3 separate regions of the Mus musculus genome follow, and regions 1 and 3 are each linked to region 2. The links are chromatin contacts, called in public HiChIP or PLAC-seq maps. All regions are on one chromosome and are shown on one strand. The core of a region is the stretch at or near the end of the contact, and the rest is flanking DNA. Distances in the headings are between cores, read along the strand shown. Region 1 overlaps Cltc (clathrin, heavy polypeptide (Hc)). Region 2 holds the start of Dhx40 (DEAH (Asp-Glu-Ala-His) box polypeptide 40). Region 3 has its middle 3.7 kb from the start of Gm33742.

Region 1 (3,940 bases), core at 1,300-3,799, 69 kb after region 2:
CTCTTGTTCTTGCTCTTTGTCTTTTTTCTTCCTGAGTTAAGAAGAGTCTTGTGGTATAGCCTAGGTTGACCTTATACATAGGTTCCTTCTGCCTTAGCTCCTTAGTAGGTAGGATCACAGATAGAAGCTACCAAACTTTTAGTATTTCCAAGTCTTTTCACCTTTACCCTTAAAATATTTAGTTATGTGATGTATTCTTCAGTTTATAATGGGTTTCCCATTACCAGTATTCTCCTTTTTCTTACAAAAACGCCCTGACCTGTGCTCCATGGGACTAGACCAAACCCCTGGCTATCCTGACTAATCTCTGAATAGTCTATGCCAAACCCCCTCGCTCTGCGAGGTCATTCTCAACCTGACTGACTCCACAGTTCTTTTTCTGCCTGCTTCCCTTGCTTTCTATTCTGTTCCCCTTTTCCTTTTTCCTCTTTCCTCTTTCTTCTTTTCTCTTTCCATTCTGTTCTGTTCCTTTCCTGAGTTTGGTTTTTTTTTTTTTTTTTTCTTGTTCAAGTTGGCCTGGGACTTAGAGATCTGCTTGCCTCGACCTATACCAAGTGCTAGGATTTAAGGCATGCACCACCACATATAGCTCTAATTTTGTTTTCACTTTTCTTTCTTTTTTTCTTTCTTTCTTTTTTTTTTTTTTTTTCAAGACAGGGTTTCTCTGTGTAGCCCTGGCTGTCCTAGAACTCACTCTGTAGACCAGGCTGGCCTCAAACTCAGAAATCCGCCTGCCTCTGCCTCCCAAGTGCTGGGATTAAAGGCGTGCGCCACCACGCCCAGCTTTATTTTCACTTTTAAATAAAGTATATGTCTGTTTCACGTGGAATAGCTTGAATAGTGCTAGTACATTCTTGATAGGAAAACAAAAGGTTCGAATGCCTAATGGTCTTGGTAGAGTCTGTCTAGTAAGAAAGGATATAGTGTAGGATTATATAGATTGCAAGCAACCTAATTCTTTTAAAACCAAATCTTCATTTTTTTTCCTATAAGTAAAATACTCTGAAGGTATAGGCCATTTAACATTTCTTACTTCCTCCTCCCTCCCCCTTTTCTTCTGCTCTTGTTTTTCATGTAGAGTTTCTCTGTGTAGCCCTGGCTGCCCTGGAACTTACTCTGTAGGCCAGATTGGCCTCAAACTCAGAGATCCACCTGCCTCTGCTTTTTGAGTGCTGGGATTAAAGGTGTGTACCACCACCACCTGGCGCGCGCGCGCGTGTGTGTGTGTGTGTATAAATTGGAAAAAGTGTTATGTGTATGGATGTTGTCCTGCATATATGTCTGGGTGCCACACATATTTTTGATACCCACAGAGGGTATTGGATCCACTGGAACTGAAGTTGCCAGTGGTTGGGAGCTGCCGTGTCAGGCTGGGCATCAAACCCCTGTCCTCTGGAAGAACAGCTAATTCTCTTAATGCAGAACCATCTCTCCAGACCCTTAATTTGATTTTTGTTTTGAGACAGAGGCTCTGTAGTTCAGAATTCTTCTGCCTCATCCTCTTGTATGTAGATGGTATCAGGCACTATCTTGCTCTTTATATTGCTTTTTTTTTTTTTTTTTGGTTTTTCGAGACAGGGTTTTCTGTGTAGCCCTGACTGTCCTGGAACTTACTTTGAACTCAGAAATCGCCTGTCTCTGCCTCCCCAGTGCTGGGATTAAAGGTGTGCACCACCACGCCCGGCTCTTACATTACTTTTTTAATTTCACTGTTTGGCTGACACTTTTATATAAGTCTACATTTTTTCAGATACTAAAGAAACTGAAGCCGGGCGTGGTGGCGCACGCTTTTAGTCCCAGCACTCAGGATACAGAGTCAGGCTGATTTCTGAGTTTGATGCCAGCCTGCTCTACAAAGTGAGTTCCAGGACAGCTACCCAGAGAAACCCTGTCTTGAAAACCCAAAAAAAAAAAAAAAAAAAAAGAAACTGAACAATGGTATCCGAAAAATTCAAAAGTGTAGTAGGTAAAGGTCTGGGGTTGAAACTTAGAGTCATAGTTCTCATGGCTAGTGTGCTGTGTTCCTGTAGATAACCGTATGAACTCTGAGCCATTGAAATACTTTTTGCAACTATTGAAGGAAATGATCTGCATGAATCCTTCAAGGGTCTAAAAACAGATGTGTATTTCTCCCCAGAAACTAGATGGATAACTTGGTTTTATTTAGTTTATCTAAGGAAAAGACCTCTCTGAATACCACTCATGTTCCATTCATACATTTGGTGACAATTTCCATTCCTTCTCCAGTCCTGAAGTTAAGAAGTAACCAACCACATTTGTTGTAAGTTAGCTGTTTTATAGTTTGTCTATTTGCCTGGCATTAGAGTATATCTTGAGCTTGTAAAACTGGTTAATGTTCTACTTTAATGCCATGTGTGTATTAATGGTTATATAGCTACTTGGCTTTTTGTCCTCGGTGCTATGTCTAAGTTATAACTACATTTTATTACTGGTTATACCTGTAGTACTTGAGGAGTTAAAGGGAAGTGAAAGTAAAAGAGTCTTAGTCCTATTCTGGACCTTACTCAGATCCTGGCCTGTTTGTAGCAGGAGAGTTTGATGTAAGATACAGCTGACATTGCTCAGCCAGCACAGTAAAGGGAATGCACAGCTGGGGACAAGGGCTTTTTCTCAGTTTACAACATGAAAATTCACTACCATGGAGGGAAGAGGGCAGGATGGGACTGCTCTTTTTTTTTTTTTAAAGGATTTAGTTAACCAGAGGATTAGTGACCCATTCTAGTAGAATCTTTCTAGTAACAGGTGACTTCTGTTACTCACACTTTTTGGTTTTCAAAGATTTACCATCTGTAGAACCACTGTTTATTGAGCAAATACTATAGTATCTGCTTTATACAGAGCAAAAATTCCCTCACTCCCTCCCTTCCTTCCTTCCTCCTTTCCTTTTTTCTTTTGTGTGTGTGGTTGTTAGAGACATTTTCTCTGTGTAACCCTGGCTGTCCTGGAACTCTCTCTGTAGATTAGGCTAGCCTCAGACTCAGATCTGCTTTTGCTTTGATTAAAGGCATTTGCTACCATACCCAGGTATTAAAATTCTTAAATAGCTCTTTCTACATATATTGTAAGTTTTGGATTCTTTAAAAGATTTATCTGTCTATTTATATTATAGTGCTTTATTTGCATTTACACTTGTATGCCAGAAGAGGGCATCAGATACCATCATAGATGGTTGAGCCACTATGTGGTTGCTGGGAATTGAACTCAGGACCTCTGGAAGAGCAGACAGTGCTCTTAAAAGCTGAGCCATTTTTGTTTGTTTGTTTGTTTGTTTTGTTTTTCGAGACAGGGTTTCTCTGTATAGCCTTGGCTGTCCTGGAACTCACTTTGTAGACCAGGCTGGCCTCGAACTCAGAAATCTGCCTGCCTCTCCCTCCCGAGTGCTGGGATCAAAGGTGTGCACCACCATTGCCCTGCTAGCTGAGCCATTTCTTGAGCCTCAAGATCCCTGTTCTTAAGAGGTAAATTTAGGCCGGGCAGTGATGGTGCACGCCTTTAATCCCAGCACTCGGGGGGCGGGGGGGGGGGGGCAGAGGCAGGCAGATTTCTGAGTTTGAGGCCAGCCTGGTCTACAGAGTGAGTTCCAGGACAGCCAGGGCTACAGAGAAACCTTGTCTCGAAAAATGAAAAGGAAGAAAAAAAAAAAAAAAAAAAGAGGTAAATTTAGCTTGTCAAACAAGCAGTTCTTTCTTGTGTCTCTGTATAATCTTTATTCCCTGCCTGTTCAAGCCTTTCCTAGTCTATACTCTCTAGTGTATTTTGAAGTATCTCTAGCTCCCTTAAGACAGTTGTACCCCTGTGCAGTAGCACATGTTTCTGGAGAGAGTTCTCTAGACTGGCTCCGCCCAGCTTCGGAGGCGTCTGATAGAGCCCCGCCCATAGGGCTGGTTCTGACTCTGCACAGGTGTGGAACTTTGTCTGC
Region 2 (3,676 bases), core at 598-3,097:
TATCCCTGGACAGGCAAACTTCTGGGAGCTCAAAGCTAACCTGATCTACTTAATGAGTTTCAGGCCATCTAGGGCTATATAGTGATATATAGTGAGACTTTGTCCAAAACTGTATATATCAAATACTTAATCATTTAAATACAAATTGCTTAGTAAATGGTCACAATTCCTGATTTGAAATGATTCTGCTTATTTTCTTAGAAAGTGACTTTGTGAAATAGCTGGTCTGTTGCTCAGTTACAGAGGTCACCAATATCTTCATGGTCTGACTACAATTGTATATTTTGATCTCTTCTGACATAATAGTTTGAATTACTAATAGAAATCGAAAGGTTCAGAGATGGTTTTAATGTTTTGGAGAAATCTAAAATGTTCTCCTGTCACTAGGGCTATTGCCTCAGCCGTTAGAAAGTTACACCTGACTTGCTATCATTCAAATTCTGATAAACTTGCATTAAAGGAGTTGTTGATCAGTTACGTTGAAAAGGAGTTGATACATGTACGTTTTAAAGCAAAGTCTTGGATTCTTGTAACATCTTACATCTTTTCTAGTTTGGTCTTGGGTTGATAAGTGAATGGTAGTTTTATGTTGCCTTCCTATAAACCATGATTAATTTTAACAGCAGGAACTACTGAAAAGTGCAAGAAGCAAATGGACAAGGTCACATATATCTGTAATTTAGCACTTGGGTAGCTGAGGCTGGAAGATCATGAGTTCTAGGGTATCCTGGGCTACATAGTGATTTAAGTGTAAGAAGCAGGTTTCTTCACATTTTTTCATAATTAACTCAACTCAGAAAATCAGCTGGCATTATCACTGAAGGACTAGTCCAAGAACCCCCCTCCTTCCCTCCCTCCCTTTTCCCCTCTTCCCCCCCTCCCTCCTTCCTTCTCTTTTCCTCTCCCTTCTTTCTCCCTCTCCCCTTTATTCACCTCCTCTTCTGAGACAGAGTCTCATTCTCAGAATTATCCTGGTGGTAACCCGGAACTCACAGCAACTCTTTTGCCTCTGCCTCGCAAGTGTTAGGACCACACTCAGCTTTGATAAAGTACTGGGTATTGAATCCCAGGGTCTCTCATATCGTAGATAAGTATTCTACCACTGAACTGTACACCAAGTCCCCAACATACCTTTAAAAATAAGTAAACCACACCACCTCAGATAATGTGTATCTGTAGAATTTTCAGCAGTTGTGTTTTCTAAGGAACGTACTTCCACTAAAAGTCAACTTATTTTAAAACAGATGTTAACCCTGTCTCGAAAAAAACAAAAAAAATCAACCAACAACCCAGATGTTATTCATTCATCTATCCTCAACAAACCCTATTGTCCACCTCAAATCACTGCTCCCTGCTGGGTGTACAATATATAGTGTTCCGGAAGTCTGGATCATGTGTGTCTTCCCAGCTTCTTGGAGGGTATGGAAAATATGCAAATAAATGTAAATGAAGGGTTCCATGAAGGAAGTGAAACAGCATGGGAATCTAAGTTTTGAAAACTACAGAACTACAAGTTGGACCGCACTATGTGTCTTGATAGGACGATAGGGAAGTGAGTTGCCCAAGGTCACACTGTAGGATGGCTTCGGCTCCTGGGAAAGGGTCATTCAACTGGTATCTGGAGATAGGCAAGACTTGTGGGGATGCTGTGGTGACTAAGGGCCACACTGGACAAACTGTGACCTGGCCCTCAGGTGTTCAGGTGTGACTTCGCGGGTGGCGGAGGCACGTGGCGATGGGCGGGACTCCTTGGGGGTGGTGCCTCGGGGCCCCCAGGAGCGCGGGCCCGTGCGCGTCCAAGCAGAGGCCGCCACGTCATCGAGCCGCTCCCCCACCCCTCTCAGCCAGTCGCACGCGCGGAAGTAAACACCCCTACGTCATCAGGGCGCGTCCTCGCCTTTCCCCTCCCATCTCCTCGGCTCCGTGGACGTGTTCGCTTCTTCTCCGGACCGGGTCTATGTCCCGGTTTCCCGCCGTCGCGGGCAGGGCGCCAAGGCGGCAGGAGGAAGGCGAGCGGCCAATAGAGCTCCAGGAAGAGCGGCCGTCAGCTGTTCGCATCGCTGACAGAGGTACGGTCCGCGGGACGCTGTGGCACCCGGAGGGAGTTATTTGCGGGGCGAAAAGTACATCTGTGGGCGGCAGAGGAGGTGGGAAGGGAGCTTAGACGTTCTTTTGGTCTTTTAAGCCAGACGACGAACTTTGCGTCCAGTGAGCACTTTGGCTTAGAAGGGGGCGGTCCCAAACCCAAGTTGGGTGAGAACCTCTCTGGGGGGCAAGAAAGTGGACCCGAACGCCCAAATGCCTTCTGCTGTTCTACAGCCTCATAAAGCCTTTGTTCTCTACCCGTTCATCCCCCTCCCCTTCGTCGGGCCGCCAGCCTGCCTTTGGGTACGGTATGAAGGGAGCCCGTTTCCAGGAGCCAGTTTCCATGGTTACCCACCACTTGGCCTTCTGGGATATCAGTCACTCTGAACAGGGACCTAACTTGAACTGTGAATCAGAAGCAAATACAGGTGGCTTCTTCTTCTTCTCAGAGTTGTTCTGCTGTGCTCAGGTTGTTGATCTATTGTTTAATAAAATTGAGTTTAGTTTTTCCAGGTAGGTATGCATACATACACGTTGTCTTGTGCTTGACTGACTTTGTCAAGTACGGCGAGTTACACATCAACAATGTTGAAGTTGTTTGATTTTACCAAAAAAAGTTATTCTGAGTTTATAAACTTTCACGTGTGATTTGTACATGGTTGACGTAACTGAAAAGTCATAGATTGATCTTTCCCGTTGTGCGATTCCTGTGCATTCTTCTTTCAGGTCTGAGCCATTGTCAGAGAGCTCTTCTCAGGTGTTTTCATTGCACAATTGTTTTTGTGTTGTTACAGAAGAGAAAGGATGCACATCACAGGAGGGAGGAACAACTCCAACGTTTCCTATTCAGAAACAAAGAAAAAAGCTCATTCAAGCTGTGAGGGACAACTCGTTCCTCATCGTTACTGGAAATACAGGAAGTGGTAAAACAACTCAACTCCCTAAATACCTTTATGAAGCAGGTAATTTTATTCTTGGATAAAGCTGGAAGCACTAAAGAGAGAAATTCTTTAAATTTTAATGAAAGTACTGTAGTGTGCAAATGCCCATTGCTGCGTTGCTTTGTCAGATCCTTAGCCTCCCTATGTCTCCTTGGCTTTCTGGATTTATTTCAGGCTCCGGAATTGTTGGGGTGACATATTAAACTACAATGATAATAATAATAATAATAGAAGAAGAAGAAGAAGGCTGATTGTGGTGGTGCACACTTTTAATCCCAGCACTTGGTAGGCAGAGTCAGGAGCATCTCTGAGTTGTAAGGCTAGCATGGTTTACATATTAAGTTCCAGGCCAGCTATGGTTATATGATAAGAAGGAAAAATAAAAGGATGTTAATTTTCTCTTTTAGGATAAGGTTATCTCATTAGCCAGTGAGAACTGAAACAATTGTGAATTGGAAAGGATAGTTGACCTCTGTTGGGGACATATTTTTGTTGGGGGGGTGTTGGTTTTTTTTTTTTTTTTTTTTTTGAGACAGGGTTTCTCAGTGTAGCCCTAGAACTCACTCTGTAGACCAGGCTGGCCTGGAACTCAGAGATGCACCTGCCTCTGCCTCTTGAGTGCTGGGATTAAAGGTGTGTGCCACCACTAC
Region 3 (4,042 bases), core at 91-2,590, 65 kb before region 2:
AAATTCCTAAGCCCCAGCAACCCACTACATGTCCCGATTTGGAAATATAGCTGTTATAGACGAAAATGGTTCAGGCATCATGAAGGTGTCCCTGTTCTCAGAAGGTCGGATGGCTCTGTGGTTAAGAGCACTGGCTGCTTTTCCTGAGGACCTGAGTTCAATTCCCACCACCCACATGGCAGCTCACAGTTGTTGATAACTCCAATTCCAGGAGATCCAGTGATATCTTCTGGCCTTAGTGGGCACCAGGGATATACATGGTCCACAGGCATACATGCAGGCAAGACACTCTTGCACACAGAATGATAAAATAAAATTTAATTTAAAACCAAAAAAGAAATTCAGACACACACAGAGAATATCGTGTGAGGAGGAAGGCAGAGAAAAGAAGGGAACATCCATATGCCAAGGGGTGCCACAGCTCACCAGCAACCCCAGAAGCTATGAAGAGGAAGGGAACAGCTCCTCTTGGCCCTCAGAAGAGACCCACCCAGACGGAACTTTGATTTCAGACTTTTGGATTCCAGATCTAAGAGACGATACAACTCTGCTATTGAAGCCAATCAGCTCGTGGTATTTGGGTCAGTAGCCTTGCAGACTAATGAATCCCTTTTTTCTAAAGAGGTACCCCGTTCCTCATTGCCTCTGACCAATCTAAGTCCTGGTTTGCTAACCCTAGCCTCAGAAAAGCTGAAGTTGTGGGGAGCTTTCCAATAAAAATCTCATATTTAGAGCTCTCGTAAACAGGGGCACTCCCAGGAAGCCAGAGGACAGTGAAGGGGGTTAGTTCCATTTACAGTGGAGAATGTTCCAAGCCCCCAGGACTCCCTCTCCCCTCCCCCCAGAAGCACAAGGTCTAAGAGAAAGGGGTCTCTAAATAGAACTGGGTGTCAACTCTCAGGGAATGCAAATATTCAACTCCAAGCCTGGAGCATGGATGTCACTTAATATGGCTCACAAAGTCTTTGTTCTCTTTGTCGACAGTCAGGAGTGTTACCAACTTGCCTTTAGTTAATCTGATAAAGGCAGCCAGTTTCCATGGTTACCTCTAAGCATGCAGGAAGGTGCCTTTCCTAGGAGGCCCTAGGTTTAAGCAAATAACAAAACATGGCCCCCAGACACAGTGAAAATAAGTGACATGGACCGAGTGAGCAGAATGGGATACTGGGGGTGGGGGTGGGGATACAAACCAGAGACCCGGTGGTTAGCGCTCAGAAACAGAGCAGAGAGCCTCCCTAGTGCCATGTCTGTTCCTAGAAAGTAAGGGCAGTGTGAAGCCCTGGCTTCCTCTGGCTTTCCTCCACTTGGTCTTTGCCTGGGTGATTCTGCTCAGTCACAGGTCACTGGGCCAGTACTCAGTTAGTCTTAGCAAGGAAGGTCAGGATGGGTCTCTGACACTTGCAGACAAGAGGTGCCCATCTGAAGTGCAGCTATGCGGTTGTATGTGTGGGAGGAAGGCCACAGCAAGGTCTAAACAGTTCCGTGGGGGCTGAAACTCACTTATAAGTTCCTACAACATTTCCCTTACATTGTGGCAGCTCCCCAGTGCTCAGCCACGGTGCTGAGTTATCTAACTACTCAGATGGAGGGACCAGACGTCATCACCAGTCTGTCTTCGGCTTAGACACCACAGCCAAGTTGGTAGGTTCTCAGATCACCCTTGTGTCAGCTGGCGACAAATACAGAGGCTCCCACAGGTGACTCACAGACAGTAGGAGATCTGCACACAGTTAAGATTTATTTAATGATTTTATGTGTATGAGTGTTTTGTTCACATGAATGCCTGTACATTGCCTGGTGCCCAAGTAGGCCAGGAAGGGGTGGGGGAGGGTTGGTTCCCTTAAAACTGCAGTTATGGATGGTTGTGAGACACCACATGGGTGCTAGGAACTGAACCTTAGTCCTCTACAAGAGCAGCCAGTGAGTGCTCTTAACCAGTGAGGGAACTATCTAGCCCCAAGCTTTTATATTTATGGAGATAATTTATCAGCGTGAACTGTACAAATCAAGATTCAGCCAAGGGAAGGGACACAGAGGTCGGGCTGGGGAGGTGTCCATATGCGAGCTCAGGTCGCGCTTTCCCCTGGAGCCCTGACGTCCTGCCTGTGAGGCCTGATGATAGCTACAGACTTGCCCTGCTTGCCTAGGGAAACTCACCCTACTTCCTGCCTAGTTTTCAATGGGGTTTGACCACATAATGCCCACGTGGCTTTTAGTCTCCAGGTCCTTCTAAAGGTCACCACTGATATCATTGTGACCCAAAGTCCCAGTCCTAAATCTCATGTTAGCTTTTCCAATGGCCAAAGCCCCTGGGCAAACAGAAACATTGCTATCTAAGCAGGACGTTCAGGAACCTGGAGATCTCTGATGAATAGCCAGGGCAAAGGCCAGGCCCCTTTGATAGCCATCAGTCTCTCTTCCTGCATTCCTTGTCTTCCCCAGGCAGACCACGTGTGGGCTCCGGAGACATCTGAGATAACCTTTGTTAAACTAAGCAGGTCTTATCAAGTAGAAGACTCACCAGGAACCACCATCCCCATGTTTGAGGTAGCAAATCCTGTTGCTGGGGAGGGGCAGCCTCTAGACAAAAAAATTCCTTTGTGGCACACAGAGAAGAGTCTACAGTCTATTCATATTTATTTCTTTTTTTCTTTTGTGGTGCTGGGGATCAAATCCCATACATTTATGGCGTTAAGCAAATGTTCTGCTACTGGGCTCCACTCTCAGCTGCTGTAGCCTTCTTTAAATATCAAATGTATTATTTCTTTATTTTTTATAACGTGAATGGGTGTTTTGTCTGTCTGTATGTGTGCATCATGTGACTACAGGGGGGCTGTGGAAGCCGGAAGAGGGTGTCAGATACCCCAGAAACAAAGTTGTAGCTGCCACGTGGATAGTGGGAATTGGAAGAGGACCCAGTGTCTTCTTAATCACCATCTCTCCAGGCCTTGCAACCTTCTTTTAAAAGCTCTTCCACAAAATATTTGTTGCCACATGAAGAATGGCGGCATCCCCATTCAGTCAGTCATTTGAACATATTCTCTGTTCTTCTTTTCCTTCATTCCTGGCTTCTTGCTCTAATCTTAGACCTTTGGTTGCCAAGGAACATGTCCTTTCCTTATACCGCCAGTGCCTTCCGTGAGCCAGTCCCGAAAAGCATTCTGTAAATATGAGTCCTGGTTCACCTGCTCAAGAACTCAGCTCTGTTGAATCTCTCCAGATAAGGGCTAGTGTAGATGCTTCTGGCTGCAGGCCTGCCTGCTTTTTTGGTAAAAACACATTAGTTTGGAAGATTTACTCTGTGTAAAAAGATGATCCCTTTTAATCCCTGTACCTATGAGGTAAGTACTCTAACCCCATAAACAAATAAAGAAATCGAGGTGCAAAGAACAACCCCCCACCCCCACCTCTCTAACCCTCTCTCAGAAGGCTCACTAGGAACAAAACCAGACCTGCTGGACTCCACAGCTCCAGGCCCTACACCACTATTCTGTGATGGCCAGAACAGCCCAGTGCGATCAAGGCTGTTGATAGGAAGCTTCCAGAAGAGAGCTGAGGTTGAGCTCATGCTCATAGTTAGGGAAAAGACTATGAAATGGACACACACTAAAAGGAGAAAAACAAAACGCTGACCCTGTTTGCTTGAGGTAGCACAAAGCTACTGTCAGTTCAGAGTCCGAAAAAGGTTAGTGTTAAAGGTGAGTTTAAATTTAACCGAGGGTAAAATGCTGGCAGGCTCATTTCTGCGTGGATTTTTCCACCTCCCCGGAGGAAGTGCTGGGATTATAGATGTGCGTTACCACATCTGGCTTTATTTGGGTTCTGGGGATCAAACTAAGGTCCTCGTGCTTGCTCAGCAAGCACTTTATGGGCCACCCATCCAGGCCTCAAATAGCAAACATTTCCTGTAATTAAAAAATTCTTTTAGAGATTTATTTTTATTTTATGTGTATGGGTATTCTGACTACATGCACATACAGTGCATGTGTGCCTGGTATCTGAGGGGCCTGAAGAACATGTAGCATCCCCTGGAACTGGCACT

Evidence for each region. HiChIP or PLAC-seq counts read pairs in DNA pulled down with a chosen protein or histone mark.
Region 1: a BATF HiChIP or PLAC-seq map of CD8 T cells shows a contact between it and region 2, with 19 read pairs. The contact joins the enhancer-like site here to the promoter of Dhx40 in region 2. A contact is called at or near these places in 1 of 39 promoter capture datasets (macrophages), 1 of 15 datasets of contacts at CTCF or cohesin (CD8 T cells), 12 of 484 Hi-C or Micro-C datasets (CD8 T cells, DN3 thymocytes, differentiating embryonic stem cells and 8 more), 6 of 115 datasets of contacts at active chromatin or transcription factors (the 230-238 cell line, CD8 T cells, bone marrow-derived macrophages and 1 more) and 3 of 9 other capture datasets (adipose tissue, liver and pancreatic islet).
Region 3: an H3K27ac HiChIP or PLAC-seq map of trophoblast stem cells shows a contact between it and region 2, with 30 read pairs. The contact joins the enhancer-like site here to the promoter of Dhx40 in region 2. A contact is called at or near these places in 3 of 39 promoter capture datasets (Sertoli cells, embryonic stem cells and macrophages), 1 of 15 datasets of contacts at CTCF or cohesin (embryonic stem cells), 13 of 484 Hi-C or Micro-C datasets (cerebellar granule neurons, cerebellum, cortical neurons and 6 more), 7 of 115 datasets of contacts at active chromatin or transcription factors (bone marrow-derived macrophages, embryonic stem cells, extraembryonic endoderm stem cells and 3 more) and 3 of 9 other capture datasets (adipose tissue, liver and pancreatic islet).

What each region holds. Positions count from the first base shown.
Region 1 is chr11:86,737,725-86,741,664 of GRCm38.p6, reverse strand. All of the region lies in intron 1 of Cltc (clathrin, heavy polypeptide (Hc)), which reads left to right. Among named protein-coding and RNA genes, the nearest start is that of Cltc, 18 kb to the left of the region's middle. Within about 2 kb of position 2,549, at least 50 of the 459 cell types and tissues checked have an H3K27ac peak or open chromatin away from gene starts, as enhancers often do. A contact at or near this core is called in the 230-238 cell line, CD8 T cells, adipose tissue and 3 more, where this site is marked.
Region 2 is chr11:86,805,831-86,809,506 of GRCm38.p6, reverse strand. It overlaps Dhx40 (DEAH (Asp-Glu-Ala-His) box polypeptide 40), which reads left to right and starts at 1,847. Exons shown (of 18, transcript NM_026191.2): 1 at 1,847-2,069; 2 at 2,880-3,047. The coding sequence starts at 1,958.
Region 3 is chr11:86,870,314-86,874,355 of GRCm38.p6, reverse strand. No RefSeq gene overlaps it. Among named protein-coding and RNA genes, the nearest start is that of Gm33742, 3.7 kb to the right of the region's middle. Within about 2 kb of position 1,340, at least 53 of the 459 cell types and tissues checked have an H3K27ac peak or open chromatin away from gene starts, as enhancers often do. A contact at or near this core is called in adipose tissue, cortical neurons, liver and 2 more, where this site is marked.